Regions from separate parts of the Capra hircus genome. Here region 2 is linked to region 1. The links are chromatin contacts, called in public Hi-C maps. All regions are on one chromosome and are shown on one strand. Each heading gives the region's core, a stretch centred on a gene start, on an enhancer-like site or on the middle of the called end of the contact. The rest is flanking DNA. Distances are from core to core; before and after follow the strand shown. Region 1 holds the start of DAZL (deleted in azoospermia like). Region 2 overlaps TBC1D5 (TBC1 domain family member 5).

Region 1 (4,256 bases), core at 918-3,417:
AGCAGCATAAAAAAAATATACAGTTAAGAACAGTTTATTGTAAATTCAAGTATGGTTATTAGGAAATCTGTTACTGTAATTCACCACAGAAAAATCATTTGATAAAATATAGTATTTCTTAATTTAAAAAAAAACTCAAGTAAAATGAAAAAACTTTATTTTCTATCAATCTAATTCTAGATTATCATTAAGTTCAAAGTAAAACATGACAGTAATTTATGCTAAAACTAGAAATAAGGGTCTCTCCTTATCACCACTATAAATTTTTTCCATTATATATGATAAATGTTAAATATTAATAGAGTTCTTATAAATCACCATGAAAAGACAAATAGAAAGGTGGATCAAGAATGGAAAAAAGAGAAATGGAAAACGTTAATGACAAACACTAACTTCACTAATGATAAAAAAAAGTACATCAACACAAGTGGAATATTTTCCGATTAGACTGGCAACTTTAAAACATATACTACCTTTCACTGGGAAGTGCGTGGAAAGGGGGTCATATTACACACCACCAGTGGGAATATATACTAGTATACCCTTTACCAAGAGTTACTAGGAAAAAATTATCATAGTTCAAAATTGTTATAATATGGGCATAACCCTTTTAACCAGTGATTCTACTCCTGGCAATTTATTTCAAGCTATTAATAAACAGGCCAAAACATTTTCACAAAGATACCCATTATTGTATTGTTTTAATGCACACAAATTACTCATTATAAGGGAATTTGGTAAAATAAGTGATGGTAATATATAAGTATACAATTTTTGGTAAAGTAAGAAATTATGTATTCAAAATTATTTTAAATTTCTCTTTGGAATAAGGCCCACTATATTAAGTGAAGGATACAGGTTGTAGTATAGTATTACATGGTACGGTACAATTTTTATAAAATACACCTATTTGCCATACATACATGAAAGCAATCTGGAAGGACATACATCAAAACTTCAGAGTGGTTACATACCTAGTTTAAGATGGACCTCTGCTTCCTTACATTGATTACTTTCTAATGAGTTAATATGCTAGTTTTATATAAGAAAAAAATCAATATAAGTATGCATTTCTCCCCTCGCCTTCTTAAAAAAAGGACAAAACTCAACATTCACAGTAACTCAGCTTATTAAGTAATTACTGATGTGGATAAGTACAAGACACAATTATTACAAACAGCAGTTGCATACACTTGTAAACGTTTACTTTAAAGTTTGTGTGCCCTAATAAACTGTATATAACTTTTCTCCCTTTACTTCTAAAAATAGTGTATACTAGTTATTACACCACAGGCGACACTTCACTACAGTATTTAATGCTATGTACATCATCGGAGGCTTGATGGTTGGTCAAAACTGTTCTCAACAGATGCCCCTAGAGGTGGCATCGACTCTAATGCATTTGACAAAACGCTCGTAAATATCACCCAACAGACCGCGTTAATACTCGAGGGACTCTCTGTTGGAAAGTTTCTGGTTTCTTTAACGGAACAGTATTTCCCAAGCTAAAAATTCCTCGAGCTCCCCACTCCGAGGCCGCTCCGAGGCGAGGGCAGCGCCGACCTCGTGAGGAGATGATGGCGTCCCCACCCGAAGTCGCCGCGGCGGCCGCCACCGCACAAGCACGAGGTCAGCCCGGCGCCCGCACCCTCCGCACGGACACACCCGCCCAGGCCCCCGGGCCCCGCCCCGGACCGCGGGGCCCCCGCCTCGGGGCCTCTCGGGGCCCCCGCCCGCCGGCGCCCCGCCGCGTGCGCCTCAAGGGCCGCGCCAGGCCCGACGCCATCTCGCGGAGGCCGGGCCGCCCGCCTGCCTCGGCAAGCGCGGGAAACGCGCCTTCCGGGGCGGCGTGGGGCGCGGGCCCCGCCCGAAGTCCGGCCCGCCGAGTGCCAGGCGCCCCTCCACACCCCGGCGGCTGCGGCCCGAAGGCCACAGGCCTTGCACGTGCTGGGCAGCGGCCCCCGGCGCTCCGACAGCCCGGCCTCATCCCCTCCGCCCGCCCGAGGCGCCGCGCAGGCCGCCTCGCCCGCCCTCAGGCGGGGCCCCCAGGACAGGCAAGCGCGGCAGCCCCGCGCCGGTCCAGGCCCCCTTCAGCGTCCCGGCCACCCCAAGGAGCCCCCTTGGCCTCCTCCACTCACCATGATGGCGACAGCCAGTGTTCCCTCAGAGGGGCTCGAGGACGAAGCAGAGGCTGGCTTCGGGCACCGCGCTCGGAGCTGCTGTTGGGTCTGCTCGTGCCCGCTGCCCGGCCGGACTGGGCAGACGGAGCGGCGGCACACCGGACAGAGAGTCAGAGGCGGGTGGCGAGGCCGAGGGGCGCCGGCGGACTGAGGCGTGGCCAGCGGGGCGCCGGGAGGTGGCTCCTGCGCAAGGTGCGGGGGGCTCGTCGTGGAGGCGCCTCAGCCAATGGGCGGCCGCGCTGGCGCCCCCCGGCGGCGGGGGCGGGGCGGGGCGGGGGTGGGAGGCCCGTGGAGCACGGCTGCGCAGGCTGGGGGTACGCAGGGGGCGCGTGAGGGCCGTCCTCCCACCACCCCCGCAAGCGCCGCCCCCAGATGAGGGGGCTGGCCGACCCACAGAAAGGCGTGTTACCCCAAAAGTGCTGTGGAGGCACGCCTGAAATAAGTAGGCCTACTCACGTATACACTAAAGTTAAAAACAAACTTGACTGTGTCCAGGCGCTAGTTTCAAAATGGCGTCCTGAAGGCACAGGATTAGCCCGATCGTGGTCACCCCTACCCTCGCCACCAAAATCGGACTAGCCCGATTGTGGTCACCCCTACCCTCGCCACCAAAATCGATGGAAACGCCAACAGAAATAGCAAATAGAAATATGGATATGGAGAACAGGCACGGAGGCGTCGAAAGCACAAAAACTTGGGCGAATTCCCTTCAACTCTGAGAAAGATGGGGTTGGATTGGAAGAAACACCAGCTAGGGCAGGCCAGCTTGGCATTCAAGATGTTCCTTCTTTGAAGAAACAGTCATCAAAGCCTGTGGTTGCCAGAAACGCAAGGTGTAGGAGGGAACAAAACAGTCAAACATTCCTTTGTTTGGGGAGTTCACGTTGTGAGGGGGAGAATTTTTCTTCTAGGCCTCACAGAAAGAAGCCAGGCCTGCCTAGAGAGTTCTGAAACCACCTCAAGGTCAGAGAAACAAGAGCAAGGGTGAGCTGCAGGGCAGCTGGGGCAGCAAAGCACAGAACTTTGGAAACTAGCACGCTGTGTCCACAAGGAGTACCCCTGACTTTTATCCTCAGATTTCACTTCTGTACCGATGAGAAATAAGAAAATGTTATTCTTTTGAGTAACCAGAAAACTGACCACAAACACCTAACATCACTGGATAGTATAACAATTAACCTGATTTTGAATGTGCTGCTAAACTTATAAAAATGAAGGCAAATACCAAGATGCCAGAAATAAAAATAAACTGAAAATCAGAGCAGTGAGTTGTTGAACCGATTCTTCTCTGACCGTGGGTGTGAGGGCTGGGGTGTACAGTGATTAATCTGCTGGTTTGCCCTGAACCTTACTGGTTTTGGAACTGAGAAACCGCTACATTCTTGGAAACCAGGTCAGAGGCGGTGGAGAACAGTTATGTCATCTTAGGTGTGGGCCAAACGTTGGTCTTTGTGACTTGAGGCCTGAAATTGCAGGGACAGAGGTAGGGATGTGGAGTGGCCCAGGGTCTGCGCTGGTGCTGAGTACACGGCAAAAGGCGGTTGGCCACGAGAGACATCAACTCAGGAAAAGGGCAGACTAGGGCAAATGGGAAACACCCAGGAGACAAGCAGCTGTCCTCTTTCTGGATGAAAATGAGAATTATTTAACTGATGAAATTTTAAAATCCTAAGCCTGCATTTCATGAGTTTGGAGTTTATAGCACTTGGGCTGGTGTTGGGATTTCAAAACCTACAAATTAATTCCTTTTAACCTTTGCCTCCTCCCTGCAAAAATTTCCCAGTCAAGGTGCAACTGGAATGCCTGGCAAAAACAAAACCAACCTGCAAGGATATTTCCACAAAAGGGTGAAAGGGATTCTCAGGATAAAAGAACCCTTTAAAGTTAAGCTCAGAATGAAAAATTATACTATCTACCATGAATAAGAATGGCAGACAATGAAGATTAAAATGTCAGAAACTTGCAAAAGAAATTTCTTTTGGAGGGTGTGTGTGCGCGTGCGCGCGGTGCGCACCTATGTGAGTGTGTGCACTTGGGGGCATGTGTCTTTTTCTCTATTTGGAGTCATCCACCTTG
Region 2 (4,256 bases), core at 998-3,497, 490 kb after region 1:
ACATGAGTTTGAGCAAAGTCTGGGAGATGGTGAAGGACAGGGAAGCGTGGTGTGCTGCAGTCCATGGGGTCACAAAGAGTTGGACACGATTGCGCGACTGAACAGTAACAATGCTCTGCAGAATTTCATCATTTGACCTGATAGCTCAGATTCTAAGATACTCTAAAACACCAGGTAGATTCATTTACATTTTATTATACTTCTGGAAAGACTTACAATTTTGTGGACTACAAGAACTCTCTCCTCCCAATTTATCTTCCAATATGAAAAAAAAATTGTTGTAACAAATTATATGTATCAAATCTTATAAAATTTTAGTTTTTTTGATTATTGTCTGAAAATAAGGTAGGGGGTATCTCTGTCAGGCATTTATAATAAGCTGTTGGGAAATTTTTCCATTTAAAAGAAATTACAAACATCATTGGGCTTCCCAGGTGGCACAGTGTTAAAGAACCAGTCTGCCAATGCAGGATAGACGCTAGGGAAGCAGGTTCAAACCCCGGGTCGGGAAGATCCCCTGGAGAAGGAAATGGTAACCCACTACAGTATTCTTGCCTGGAAAACTCCATGGACAGAGAAGCCTGGCAGCTACAGTCCACGGGGTGGCAAAAAGTCAGACATGATGAGTGTGTGCGCATGTGCACGCACACACACGCACACGCAGACACACAAACATTATCAAGGGAAAAAATCTTAAGAAGTGATTCCTATTATAGAAATCAACTGTTTCCATGTTGAAATTATAATAAAATCAAGAAAACTCAGATTTTAGATTTTATCTGTCCTATAGCCATCTACCATTCCTGGACCTTTACTATACGCATACTTCCCTAGTCTGGTGACCCAAAGAAGAAATTAGAAAATTAAAATACCCTGATGTTTACAAAAGGTTAGTCCATGCACATGTATGGACCTTTACACGCTGTATCATTTGATCCTAATGACATTATGAGAAAACTGAGGCTTACAGAGTTTAATCGACTCTATGCCCAGGAAATAGTGTTTATATATATAGCTAGCAGTATCATGCGGTTTGTCCAAACTTAAGGACTAAAGCAACACGTTACTGCACTTCTGCATCAGAGAGGGTGACGCTAAGGAGCGATTCGACCTGGGGAGCGGCTGAGGCCTCTCCTCGGTTCTTAGGATACACACGCACTTTGAAATGCTTTTTCCTGGAAACACAGATGGACGGTCAGGTCTCTTGTGTTCAGTTAGAGTGTTCCTGCTTATATTACAGACCAGATTTCAGGAAGGGCAGGGGCTGTGCCCGTCACAGCTTCTCCTGTTGGGTGATACATGGCGGGGTGGCAGTCAACCTCTGCTGATGTTCTGCGTGGAAGACCTGCAGGGGGCTGACTGCACTGCCGCTGCTCGACAGACAGCCCGCAGGCCACGTGTGCCGTTTTAATTTTCTCGTATCCATAGTTAAACGCTAAAGACAAGTAAAATTAATTTAAATAAGTATTTTACCTCACCAAACATCCAAACTATGATCATTCCAACATGCCATCAAAATAGAACGAGATAGTTCACACTCATTTCTTCAAACGAAGTCTTGAAAACCCAGTGCACACTCGTTGCAGCGCTCCTAGGCCCGACGTAGCGAACAGGTCCCACCCCGCACAGCACAGGTATAATCCACTTAACAGTCTAAATTTCCAAACTTTTTCACAACATGTAGACTGTTACATAAAATAACCATCGTAACAAAATTAAGATGATGAGGTATCTAGGCGAAATCTTTTGAATACCTGCTTTAACAAATCAGCTTATCAGTCATTTACTGGGTGGGAATATGTATCCAGTTATCCAATCCAGAGAGGATCTGAAAGTTCCGTTCTCCATGAGTTTCTTTTGTAGCTTTTATTCTGCCTAGCTAACTGTCGTTTCAGAGATAACATTAAGTCAGCTCTTTTCAGAATTTATCTCAGAATGAACAAATTCCAAACTGGTGGTAGTATTAATAAAGTACCATGTGGAGTGTATCGCATATAAAAATTGTGTACTAAAATACATTTCTCCTCTGTTACAGAAACTGGCTAACATTTCTGTGCCCTGTGAGAACGAAAACACTTAGACCTCAAGAAGCTGGAGTCGCCAGCATGTGAGACAGAAGGAAGGGCCTTCAGCCTCTCTGCCCTTTCCATGCCTAGCACACAGGCTCAGGGCAACGTCGGGTGGACGGATGAGACGCTTCTCCAGCCAGGCCCCGCCGGACAGATCCCGGCCGAGTCCGGGTCAGCAGGCCTGCAGCCCGTAAGCTGCACAGCGTCTTGACAGGACCGACACCCGTCCACGGGGGCGCCGGGGCCTGAGGCTCACTCCATGTCTGCGGGCGCCGGGGCCGGACGCTCACGCCTGGAGGCACACTGTTTACCACGCAGAGCTGGGCAGGACTCCAGCGGCACTGAGGCACGCTTTCTCTCAGGTGCCGACTCTCTGCAGACAGTCCCAGGTGAACAGAACTGCGCTAGCAACAGCACGCCCCTTCCCCGGAACAGCTGCACCCGGGGCTGGTTTGGGCCAACGGAGGCCGGGGCTGGTCCCCTCTCGCGACGGCCTCTGAGTGCTGTCCTGGCCTCAGGGGTCCCAGCAGCAACGGCACGGGGTTCACCCCCTCCCGCAGCTCAAGGCTGCTGCTTTGACTCCTCATGGATTCAGGGTGCCCCTTAAGGCACTCCCCCAGAAGCGTCCTACGAAGGTCTGAAGTCCTGACCCAGAACGGCTTTTCATAATTACACGGTAAGTCACTCTTGAATATACTAAATATCCTCAAGCCACAGCAGGCATGCGCAGTCTTTCCTTCAAATGTCGGGGAACAAGCCCTATGCGGGCTGACGGTAGGAAATGTGTCTAGAAAGTCTGCCGGCCCCGAGGACGGCCCCACAGGAGCTCGTAGGAGCTTCTGAAACACCAGCTCAGGAGAGACGAGGCCTCGCACACACACCGACTAACCTCCGACCCCGGCCAACGAAAGCTCAGAGGAGGGACCACCCGACCTCGTCTCAGGCCGTCAGATGGGAGCTACATCTGAAGGGTGGGGGTGGTGGTTCAGGGAAGGTCAGTTTTCTGCAGCAAAGACAGTATTTCAGAGGCAGACTACTGGGCACACCTCGATGAGACAAAGCCTGGTCGGCCCCTCGGGGCTCCCTGCCACCCGCGTGGCACTGAAAGGAGCGCCCCCAGCCGCGGGAGCAGCGCAGGGCGAGTCCAGCAGGGTGGTCTCTCCCGACGGCGATCTCACTGGCTGTGCTGGGGAGGAGGGCCGCAGGCCGGGGCGACGGGGGCACACACATTCCTTTCAGAAGCTGCTGGCACCCTCAGTGTGGCCTCTGTCCTCCCGGTCACCCGGCTCTGGGGCAGGGAGGGAGGGAAGGCAGGGTGAGGACAGGCCCACTGGGCCCAGCAGAGCGTGTCCTCAGACAGGGGCCTGGCCGCTCCGGTCAGCAGCCCTGGGGGACTGCAGGCTGGAGGCAGGGACGTGGGCTCAGGATGACTGGAGCTGGGCTGGACGAGGCGCCTCCTGCACTGGGCCCCCGAGAGATCTCAGGGCTTCAGCTAAAGCTGGGGCGGTCGTGGGTGACACACGAGCGGCTTGCCAAGCAGAATCCCTCAGATCCACACCTGCTGAGCTGGACACAGCTGGGGTCCAGTCTGACTCAGCTGCTGTCTAGTCGCGGGACCCTCAAGTCCCTGACCCTCCATAGGACACAGTCTCCTCCCTGGGGAGGCGAGCCCTTCACATGTGCTGGGTGCCCATGGTGGACACATGGGAAGGGCTCAGCGTGGTCTGAACATCTGCGATGGACTCAGCACACGCAGACCATCCACAGCGCACTGGGCACCCCCGACCCAGCACAGGTGGGTGGGGGCCGCCCTCCAGCCGCAGACCTGGGCGCTCTCCTGGATAGGCCCACGGCCGCCCTGCTTGGGGTGCCCACAGACCTGGGGCACTCTCCTGGACGGGCCCACGGCCACCTGCTCGGGGGGCGCCGACAGACCTGGGCTAACGGGCTCCGAGCACAGGCCGCTCTGAAACGTTCAATAAATGTTCTGGGTCCCACGGGCTACGTGTCGATGGAGCTTATCTGTCAAGAGCTGAGTTCACTGAAGGAGCTGCTCCGGCATCAGTGGGGACCCGGATTGCAGGCTGGCTGGGGAGAGAGGAGGGAGGGGACGCAGGTGAAGCTCCTACGATGCCCCACGTGTGATAGTCTCGTGACCTTTCTCTCACTAAACTCAACAAGGAAACA

What was found. Hi-C and Micro-C count contacts between places; a contact is called where the count stands out from the background.
Region 2: a contact with region 1 is called in a Hi-C map of blood, with 2.8 times the contacts expected there. The contact joins the enhancer-like site here to the promoter of DAZL in region 1. A contact is called at or near these places in 3 of 5 Hi-C or Micro-C datasets (blood and liver).

Annotation. Positions count from the first base shown.
Region 1 is chr1:153,496,794-153,501,049 of ARS1.2, forward strand. DAZL (deleted in azoospermia like) reads right to left here and starts at 2,168. Exons shown (of 11, transcript NM_001314241.1): 1 at 2,139-2,168. The coding sequence starts at 2,141.
Region 2 is chr1:153,990,329-153,994,584 of ARS1.2, forward strand. All of the region lies in intron 19 of TBC1D5 (TBC1 domain family member 5), which reads right to left. Among named protein-coding and RNA genes, the nearest start is that of TRNAW-CCA, 250 kb to the right of the region's middle. Within about 2 kb of position 2,248, at least 1 of the 5 cell types and tissues checked has an H3K27ac peak or open chromatin away from gene starts, as enhancers often do.